Regions from separate parts of the Mus musculus genome. Here region 1 is linked to region 2. Evidence: chromatin contacts called from public HiChIP or PLAC-seq data. All regions are on one chromosome and are shown on one strand. The core of a region is the stretch at or near the end of the contact, and the rest is flanking DNA. Distances in the headings are between cores, read along the strand shown.

Evidence for each region. HiChIP or PLAC-seq counts read pairs in DNA pulled down with a chosen protein or histone mark.
Region 1: a contact with region 2 is called in an H3K4me3 HiChIP or PLAC-seq map of forebrain, with 8 times the contacts expected there. The contact joins two enhancer-like sites. A contact is called at or near these places in 7 of 115 datasets of contacts at active chromatin or transcription factors (embryonic basal ganglia, embryonic forebrain, embryonic hindbrain and 4 more) and 2 of 9 other capture datasets (embryonic tail and embryonic trunk).

What each region holds. Positions count from the first base shown.
Region 1 is chr11:81,611,064-81,615,961 of GRCm38.p6, forward strand. It overlaps a transcript of Asic2 not described here. Among named protein-coding and RNA genes, the nearest start is that of Gm11418, 26 kb to the left of the region's middle. Within about 2 kb of position 2,303, at least 89 of the 459 cell types and tissues checked have an H3K27ac peak or open chromatin away from gene starts, as enhancers often do. A contact at or near this core is called in forebrain, where this site is marked.
Region 2 is chr11:80,668,271-80,672,599 of GRCm38.p6, forward strand. Myo1d (myosin ID) reads right to left here. Exons shown (of 22, transcript NM_177390.3): 11 at 2,579-2,749. All of the region lies in intron 2 of Gm38907 (a long non-coding RNA gene), which reads left to right. Among named protein-coding and RNA genes, the nearest start is that of Gm38907, 52 kb to the left of the region's middle. Within about 2 kb of position 1,936, at least 35 of the 459 cell types and tissues checked have an H3K27ac peak or open chromatin away from gene starts, as enhancers often do. A contact at or near this core is called in forebrain, where this site is marked.

The DNA of each region.
Region 1 (4,898 bases), core at 1,053-3,552, 940 kb after region 2:
CTGTGGGAGCCGGGAGCAGTTTGGTGCAAGGCTTCTTGACAATGAAATGAAACTGGAAACATGGACGCCAAATCACGAAACAGCCCTTCCCCATCCAGGAGCTGAGACACTGGGCAAGGCCGGTGGTGCGCTCTTCCCCTCCCATTAGGGCCAAATGGGAAGTGGAAGCGCCTCCTGCTTTCTGAGCTGACGTTCAACTCCAGGACTCAAGATGATAAACACAGGCTTCATTATGCCCCTGTCTTCTTTTGCGGGCTTCTTAAGTGATTAGTGTAATAGTCTGTACACAATAGACTTTTAATTAATTTTTGTGGAATGCATAAATGCATGAACCACCAAGGGAAGGAACTGAAGTCCCTTGTGACAACAATCCCCTGAGCCCATCTCCACTCTATCTTGTAAGGGAAGCCCGCCAGGTAGCGGGCGATACTCAGGGAGGAGGCTTATAGCAGCTAAGGAGGAGTGTATCTGGGGATGGGCTGTCCTTCCTCTGCCTCCTGGGCAGGTGAGCATACATCGAAGCAGCCTTTCATGACTGTGATCTGACAGAGAGAGATTTTGGGATTTCCTCTGGAAATCTATAGCTATATGAGGAGGGGGTTATCCTTTCTCCTGGGGTCTTCTCATGATCATGGCTCTGTCTTACTGCGCCCTCTTCAAGTGAGGTACGGCCGTGTAAGTCATAGGAAAATCACTCCAGGGTCTAATGTCAACAAAGAAGACCATTTCCTCACTGCTCCAGATAGTCCCTTGGACTGTGAAAAACCCTTCCCAACAAGCAAACAAAAATTCCGACCACAGTTAGAAACCAAAGCCCAACAGAGGATTCAGTTCTCTAGAGATTTCTCCAGTGCAAAGCCACTAAGGAAAGGATGGTCTTTGGCCTTTGGGACATCACAAATCCCGTAAGGCTGATGCATGCAGACTACCTCATGCATATGATTGTTACATAGGCAATTCTGAGATGGCACAACTCATGAGATGTCTATCACCTATGTCAGTCAAAGAAAGCCCCGCCCTTTCGGAGACCGCCTCCTGAAAGCTCTTGGGATCTAGAGCCCTGTGCTGGCTGGAGTTTGCCCCTGCTTCTTGGAATGTTTACTCATTCATTTTCGCTTTCATCAACCCGTGCGTTCAAGGATACCACATCGCAGAAGAGCCATGCTGTTTATCCCGAGTCTATCTACCTGTCTTCACCCTGGGGAACCAGACTGTTGATAAGCTAGCTGATCCCTCTCTCCTTTCTTAAGATGTACTATCAGATCTCCCGGCCCCGCCTCCCTCAGCCTCTCCATCTTTGCTTAGTCCCACCCCTCCACTGAGTGCGGAAACAGACACCCATTCATTCCACGGAGCACAAACGATGTGTAGTCGGGAGCAGAGGAGGAGCTCCTAGGATGATGGAAGGGAGTCTCTTCGGGAGTAAAGCCTCCCTTCTCCTCTACCTACTGGGGGCCTAACAGGAGTGCCTGCTGCAGGAGTTAACCTCAGGACTTAGCTTCCGCCGCCCCAAACAGGCCTTTGTACTGCCAAGTCCTTGGATTGTACAAGCTTCTCTAACACTGGGAGTCAAATCAGGATCTGCATCATCTGTGTAGCTCCCTCCCACGCCTGAGTTGTCCCTGGCTGGAGGCAGGATCTCTAGACATCTCCCGTTACTTGGGGGGAAGTCAGCAGCCCTGCAGCTGGGGTGAAGTGCTTTCTAGGAAGTTCTAACCCCTATGTGTCTTCATGCCCAGGGCTCTACAGTTTATAATGCCACCATCCGGAACCTATGGCCCTAACCCAATTTCGTTTGCATTTTCATTCCTTTGACCCTAGACCACTAAGCCGGAAAGCGCTGCCTCAGACCAATTAGGATCCCTAGTTATTTCTGAGTATTCCTTTAGGTGAGGCTTTTACAGGCTCTCTTCTGCACCAAGCTTCAGGCCGCTTGGGTCCGTGGGTGTTTCATCTTCCTAATAAAATCCATCCATCCATCTTCCCGAAGAAGCAGATATCCCAGGGCTAGACTAGGGAAATAAAGTAATAACGTTATCGGCCTTCACAGAGCTATTTAAATACAGACCCGGTTGCTGGGGAGATGAAAGGGGGCCCCTTTTGTTATGAAAATGAAGGGAGTGGGGAGGGGTTCTGTTTGTGTTTTGATATGTTAATATGCCTGGAAGCCACCCAGGGTGGGCAGTGCTGGGGAGGCTGAGTCGCAAGGCATATTTATTTGTGCAGTTTAATTTAACAGCTAGGCTACAACGGGAGCTGCAATCGGGATTGTGTAAAGATAATTACAGCCCCATTATTAATCAGATGCCTGCAGGAGATGGCTTGCTAGCTCGCGGCTCCCCGGGCTGCATGCAGATCAGCAGCCAATCTGACACAGCATCTTTGTGGTCTCATTCTGCCATCTAGTGGCTGTTTCAGGAATTGCCCAGGGAAGATCATTCTAATTTGAAGTTCCTTTTTAAACAATGGGACGACATTCTAGAAGAAAAGGCAATTGCTGCAGCTTCTGAAAAGATAAGATAGGGAAAGGTTTGGAATCACATCACCAGTTTGCCACTTTTTAGTGATTCTGAGCTTGAAGTCGGAGAAAGTAACATATTTTTGATTGGATTCTGCCCCCCCCCCTCCGTCCCCCGCCCCGACCCCGGGGAACCTGAGTCTTCTAAAGAGTTCATGAACTATATACATAAACACACTGTGCTTTTCCATTCTTTTCTCTTCCATCTTTCCCGTTCTTCAGCTTTGTATCATGTTTTAGTTTCATTTTTCTCTTGTCTCTTGGATTAAAATCTTGCTTTTGTTTTGCGTTTTTCCCTGAGTCGAATGACTTGGGGCAGGGGGTATAAATCAGAAACAACCACACTCAGTCGAGCAAGGTTGGCATGTCCCTGCATTCCCAGCACTTAGGAAGTTCATGCAGGAAGAGCTGGGGTTCAAGGCTGGCTTGATCTACCCAGTAGAAACCTTACACCTGCCGAGGGTGGGGCACGCCCAGCATGAACTGACTGCAGCGAGGAAAAGGACACCCTGAGCCTCCTGAGGGGGAGGCCAGATGTTCAGCGAATGCTGGGCCCCCACACAGCATGGGAATAATAGAATGGGGAACCAGGAAGAGAGGCAGACACACAGTTAGGTGAATATCCTTTTGATTTGACTCTTGTTAACACTGTCCTTTCAACCCTCCACACCGGCCCATTAAACCCCAAGACAGCAGAGTGGATGGAGGTAGGAGGAGGGGAGAGAGGAACAACCTCCATCTGGGAGGTCACCATGAGGATCAAGGTAGATGTGCAGTCCCATAGAGGCTGCAGACCCAGTTGGAGCCTCCCTGAGAGGTGGCCCTTTTAATAGAACCTTGATTAAGATTGTCTGACAGTTTCATTTCCCTCACATTCCGATCTTTCAGGAATTGAAAGTGAATCCAGTTTATAAGCTGCCCTGGTTCTTAGGACTTTTACTCCTCCTCCTCTCCCTCCTCCTTTTAGATTTATTTATTTTATGTATAGACGTACACTATAGCTGTCTTCAGACACACACCAGAAGAGGGCACTGGATCCTATTACAGATGGTTGTGAGCCACCATGTGGTTGCCGGGAATTGAACTCAAGACCTCTGGAAGAGCAGTGCTCTTAACTGCTGAGGCATCTCTCCAGCCCCCTTCTTTATCTTCCTCCTCCTCCCCCTCCTCCCCCTCCCCTTCCCCCTCCTCCTCCTCCTCTTTTACTTTGCACTCTCCAAACTTATCTTAACTAACAAAATAAGAAGTGGGGGTGGTGGCATGGGGGCAGTTAAAAGAATGAAAACCCAAGCCACACACCAGAGGGACATCTTTTTATAACAGGTCCTGAACCCAGCAATTTACAAAGAACTCTTAAATAGTGTCCGGTGAATGATCCAGTTGGAAAAAGGCTAAATGTTGATAATGCACACCTAGAAGGCTCCTGGATACTGTGCCACACAATGGAGCCTCCTTTCCCATCACTGAGTAATGTCTGTGTCCTGGAACTGTACAGACACAAGTAAGGAAATGACAAGATATCCCTATCACACACACAAAAGAGCTGCAGGTTAGAACATTATGCTGCCATGTACCTACCAAGATACCCACATCCCGAACAGACAGTATCTAGTTCCAGAAGAACCAGGATCATGCTCACTGCCAATGGAACTGTAAGAGGGCTCAGCCACACAGAAGACAGTTAAACAACTTCATATTCAGCCAGACAAACTCTTATTGCCCCAAACAACCATCTCTCTCTCTCAAGCATGCCCACCTGGCCAAATAGAGCTAAACATCCAGGACTTCAAACCTTGCGAGACCTCGGTTTCCTACAATCTGTTACTTGATTGCAGGGGTCTGGGGCATGAACTTGGCAAATAGCCATCTCTATCCTATCAAAATGTTAAAAATTCAAACAGGCCTCAAACCATCAACACTGCTGACTGCACTGAAAATGTATGTCTGTAAGTACAACGGTCGCAATAATGGCAGGTTTGTTCACAATTCCTCCAGACTGCAACCTTCCAGTGGAGTGATAGGATGAGGTGTCAGGGCCACCGGTGACTCTCCAGAGTTCTTTGCTTGGCCATTGCTGACCTATTTGGTGCCAACCTGGCTCTCCCCTGGTTCAGGGCAGCTGTGGATCTATGCAAACACCAGACCTACACGTGATGAGAGTATCCAGTACTCAGACTGTAAGAGCAGCTCAGCCATGTCCTTTATAACTACCAAGTGGCCACGCTCACACCTTTAGAATTAGCAACCTAGGAAAATGTCCCCAGGCACATGGTCCCGGGATGGATCTGTGTCACACACCTGAACTCAATATCTCCTTTTTGAAGCCACAACCACTCCCTTGCCCCCTTACTGACTTGAAACTTTCTAAGTAGGCCAAGCT
Region 2 (4,329 bases), core at 686-3,185:
TAAGTCTGTCTGATCAGTTAGCAGTAACAAATGATACCTGGCTCAACATACAACCCAATGGAATTATTTAACTAAAAGGTATGAGGTGATTTAAACATCTTGACAGCTTGGCTATTTCATTTCTTTCCTTATTAGGTAAAATTCCTCAGAAGATGAGGGATGGCTCAGTTGGTATAGCGCTTGCAGCATATACATGAGGACTTGATTTGGATCCTTAGCAATTACATACTATAATTGGGTACAGTGATGCCTGTAATCCTAGTGCTAGTAGGGCAGAGACAGGAGGATACCTGATAGCTCTATCAGGGAGGTCCAGGCTCAGGGAGAGACCTTGTCTCACAAAATAAACTAGGTTAGTGGGATGGCTCAGTGGGTAAAGAGGCTTGCCACAGAGCCCGAGTTTGATCCTTGGAAGTTACATGGTGGAGAGAATGAACTCCTGCACGTTGTCCTCTGACTTTCACATGTGTGTCAAGGCATGCATATGCATGCACACACCCAAACACATAAATAAATGTAAATTATTTTTTAAAAGTTGGAGAGCAATAGAGAAGATATAGGACATTGACCTCTGACCTCCATATATGCTTACATACAGACATAGACACATACCACATATACACAAATTCCCCAAAGAATATACTTTAAATATTTCATTTCAGTATTTATCCATGGGATACTGAGGGAGGAGGAAAAAGAAGTAGGTACTTGGTCTGTTGGGAAACTGGGACTTCCACCAAAACCAGTAACAAAGAAGGAGATAAATAAATAAAAGAGAAAGCAATCAATTACTATTACTATTAGGATTTCCTATCAAAACAGTAGCAAGTGTTTAAACACAAGATGTTCAGTTGCCTTAAGGAGAGATTACAGCTTAGTGTGTTGGCATGCAGTGCCAGCATTAGACACTTGCGTGGCTGAGGCTCAGTACAGCCCTGAGGTCTGAGGCCAGTCTGAGCAACACAGAGCTAGAGTCCATCTCAAAAAAGAAAGAAAGTGAGATTACATTTCAAAAATACTTGAAGGATTAGATGGATGGCTCAGTGGTTAAGAGCACTTCCAGAGGAACTGGGTTCAAGTCCTCCTTCCCACTCCTGGCCTTTTAGGGGACTGTATGCACATGGTGTACATTCATGCAGGCCAAATGCTCATACCCATAAAGTAAAATGAAAAAAAAATTTTTTTTGCCTGACTGATTTACTTAATTCAGCTATATAAATGGCTGAATGGCAAAAGATAGAATAATAATTTGGGGTGTCACTTTTGGGACTTACAGATATCTATTTAAATATAAACAATTTAAGAAAGATTCATTTGGTATGATAAATCAATATAATTTCACCAATACCGACTGTCTAGTATCCAGAGGGTACATCAGTAGATGAATCTCCACAACCTGTGATGATATCTCTAAACTCCCTTACAGTCCGCCATTTGCCTAGATAAAGGTACCCCCTAAATGTCTCACTGAGACTAGGGTTACTTTCCATTTTGTACAGTTTTGTGCCCACCTCTGAGGACTAGACCTGCTTAAACAAGAGGTGCTTAATCAGACGTTTGGGTCTAAGTGGGAACTGGCTGAAGAGACCTAGGTTCTAAATGCATTAGCTGAAGACCAGCTTGTAGCTACAAGTAACAGCCCTGAGATAAGTGTCAGTTAATAATCAATTTGCAGATGATTCACACCCTATTTATAGTTAATGGTGGAAGTTCTCCATTAAGATTACATAATTCCAAGGGGACGGAGTTAGGAAGTAGATTTATTCATGCAGCAGTGGCAATGTGCTGCAGACTTACAGAGAAACAAAACTGCTGCCCATTTCTTTCTAGATGGGAAGGAACAAGGCATGTTTTCCTGGCAGCGTCTGGTTCCTGAACAAGCTTGCATTTGTGAGGAAGCCTGGGGTGATGACGAGGTGTCCCTCCCCAACACAGACTTCTAAACAAACACAATTGATGAGCATACTGCATATATAAGGTCTCGCACAAGAGTCTGTGAACCACAACTCCTACCAATTATTGTACAAATGTGGTTTATTTGTGACATTTTTAGATTGTAAAAAATGGAGACTTGGAAGTTTACTCAATATACTAAAAGAATGCATTTCTCCATAACAACCATGACTGCAGCTAAAATCTCTCATTTTTAAGCAGGTCCCAGGGTCTGAAGAATGCAGTCAGAACACACTCCATATTTTGTCACTGAGGACTGTGGTGGAAAGTCAAGGACAAAAGCAATTTCTTATGCAGAGCTATCAGATGCAGGCATAAAATTCTAGCACATGGACAAGTACTCAGCATCTATTGGCTACAAATGACATCATGCTTTTAAAGAATCCTGTTCATTTTTCCTGCATCTAGCAAATGCCTTAGTCTGTAGCTCCCTCTCCTGGATACTATAATTCTGTCAACCTCACCACTGTATCAGAGAAGCAGAACTCACAGAGAGATACATTATTAATCAGGCCTTTCCCCTTTATTTGACTGTACATTCTTTTAACCTATTATAAAGCAACGTTGCCCTGCCAAACAATAAGCAAAAGTCTTATAGCTCAAGATAAGAGGAAGGTCTTATTACCTTTCGGCTGGAAAAATGACCATGTTTGCCCAATTTACTGTTAAGGGCCTCAAGGAACATTCCGTCAGTGACTTTGCCAACATTCATACACGCGTCATCCAGGATTGCAATGATGCCTTTGTGCTGCTGCTCCACGAGGTCCACAATGATCTGGTTGTTGAAGTAATCAATCTGCAGGACAAGCAGGAAAGCAATGCCCAGGAGAACAGGAACCTCAACAAGCAAGCACATAGGTGTCCCCTTCCTTCACCTCAGTGTCAACTGGGCAGACAGTCAAGCACACATGTTAACGGAGGTCTCCGACCTAATGCCTTCACTCTTGTGCTATGAAGGGAACATCAGTGATGACTGGACTAAGGCAAGAGTGATTAATTCTTGTCTTTGTCCTTCCTGCCTCCCCATCCTACATCCAATCCCACTCTTTCAATTGAGATTAACTTTGCTTTGGGGACATGTAATAAAATGTAAGCAGACAGTTTTGATTCTCATGGTAAGAGGAATGTTACAGGTTCTGAGTGGGTGAAGGTCAGGATGCTGTTAAACCGTTCAATGCAGGACAGCCCCACTGCAAGAATTACCCGTGTTTTCATGTTTATATGTTCAGTACTATATTTTCAGTTATGAATAAAGTTATTTACACCTTTAGAAAAATGTCCTAAAATACAAAAAAAGGAAGGAAATCTGTTACTGGCAAACATTTCAAATATTAGGACTATGAAAGTAAAGTCTTCTGTCCCGGGTATAAGAATTACCTTAAAATTTCAACTGTATTCCTAGAAGCCACTGATGTTGGCTGAAGATTCTAACGACTCTTGTTTTTAAGTTTAATGGTGCTTTAAGCACTGCTTAAAGATGCTTTTAAAAGTCAGGCGCTTCTGATGACCTGAATGCCCATGAGCTGGGAGAGATGTGCAAGGTGACTTATGGATACAGAGGTCCCGTGTCATACCCTCACTCCAAATGCAAACACTTTTAACAGCAACTTTCTTCCTACGACTATGGAATCTGAATAACAAGCTTTATAACTAAAATCTAAAATCCAGCTATGTCTATATAAAACATACAATGTATACAATATATTCTTAGAAAGCTTCAGGCAAACAATGTAATTGAAAATTGAATTTTAACTTTATGGGAGTTCACTAGAGTATGAAGTTCTCAATAGTTAAAATGATTTGTAGGGGCTCCAGAGATGGTGCAGTGCTTAAGAGCTCTTACTGCTCTTGTGGAGAGAGATACCTGATTCAGTTCTTAGCACACATATCAGGTGGCTCACAATCCCTGTAACTACAGCTCCAAGGTTTCCAGTGCCCTCTTCTGGCCTCCATAGAACCCGTAAGCATGCTGTGCACATACAGACAGGCATGCATGCACACAGAAGGAAAAATAGAAATTTAAAAACCAAAAGCATTATTTGCTTTTAGACGCAAATGAATCAGAGGGATAATCAGATTTTTATGAACTCCTGGTAGGCATCCACGTACAGGCCATAAAATAGGCTCTGAAGAAAATCTAATTCTGAAACCGGTCAAGACACTAGATCTCATCACGAATACACACAACACACAGGTACACAAAAGTGTGTTAATGACACTTCAGGAATTGGATTAGCAAAATCTGGGCTGGGAAACCTTACAGACAAAAATGCTCATTACAGAAAAAGTGCTCACTCTTTTCAACAAAAGATTACAAGGGAAAAAAGAAAGGGATGGGAAGAGAAGGAGTGAGGGAAGAAGGGAGGGAGCACAGGA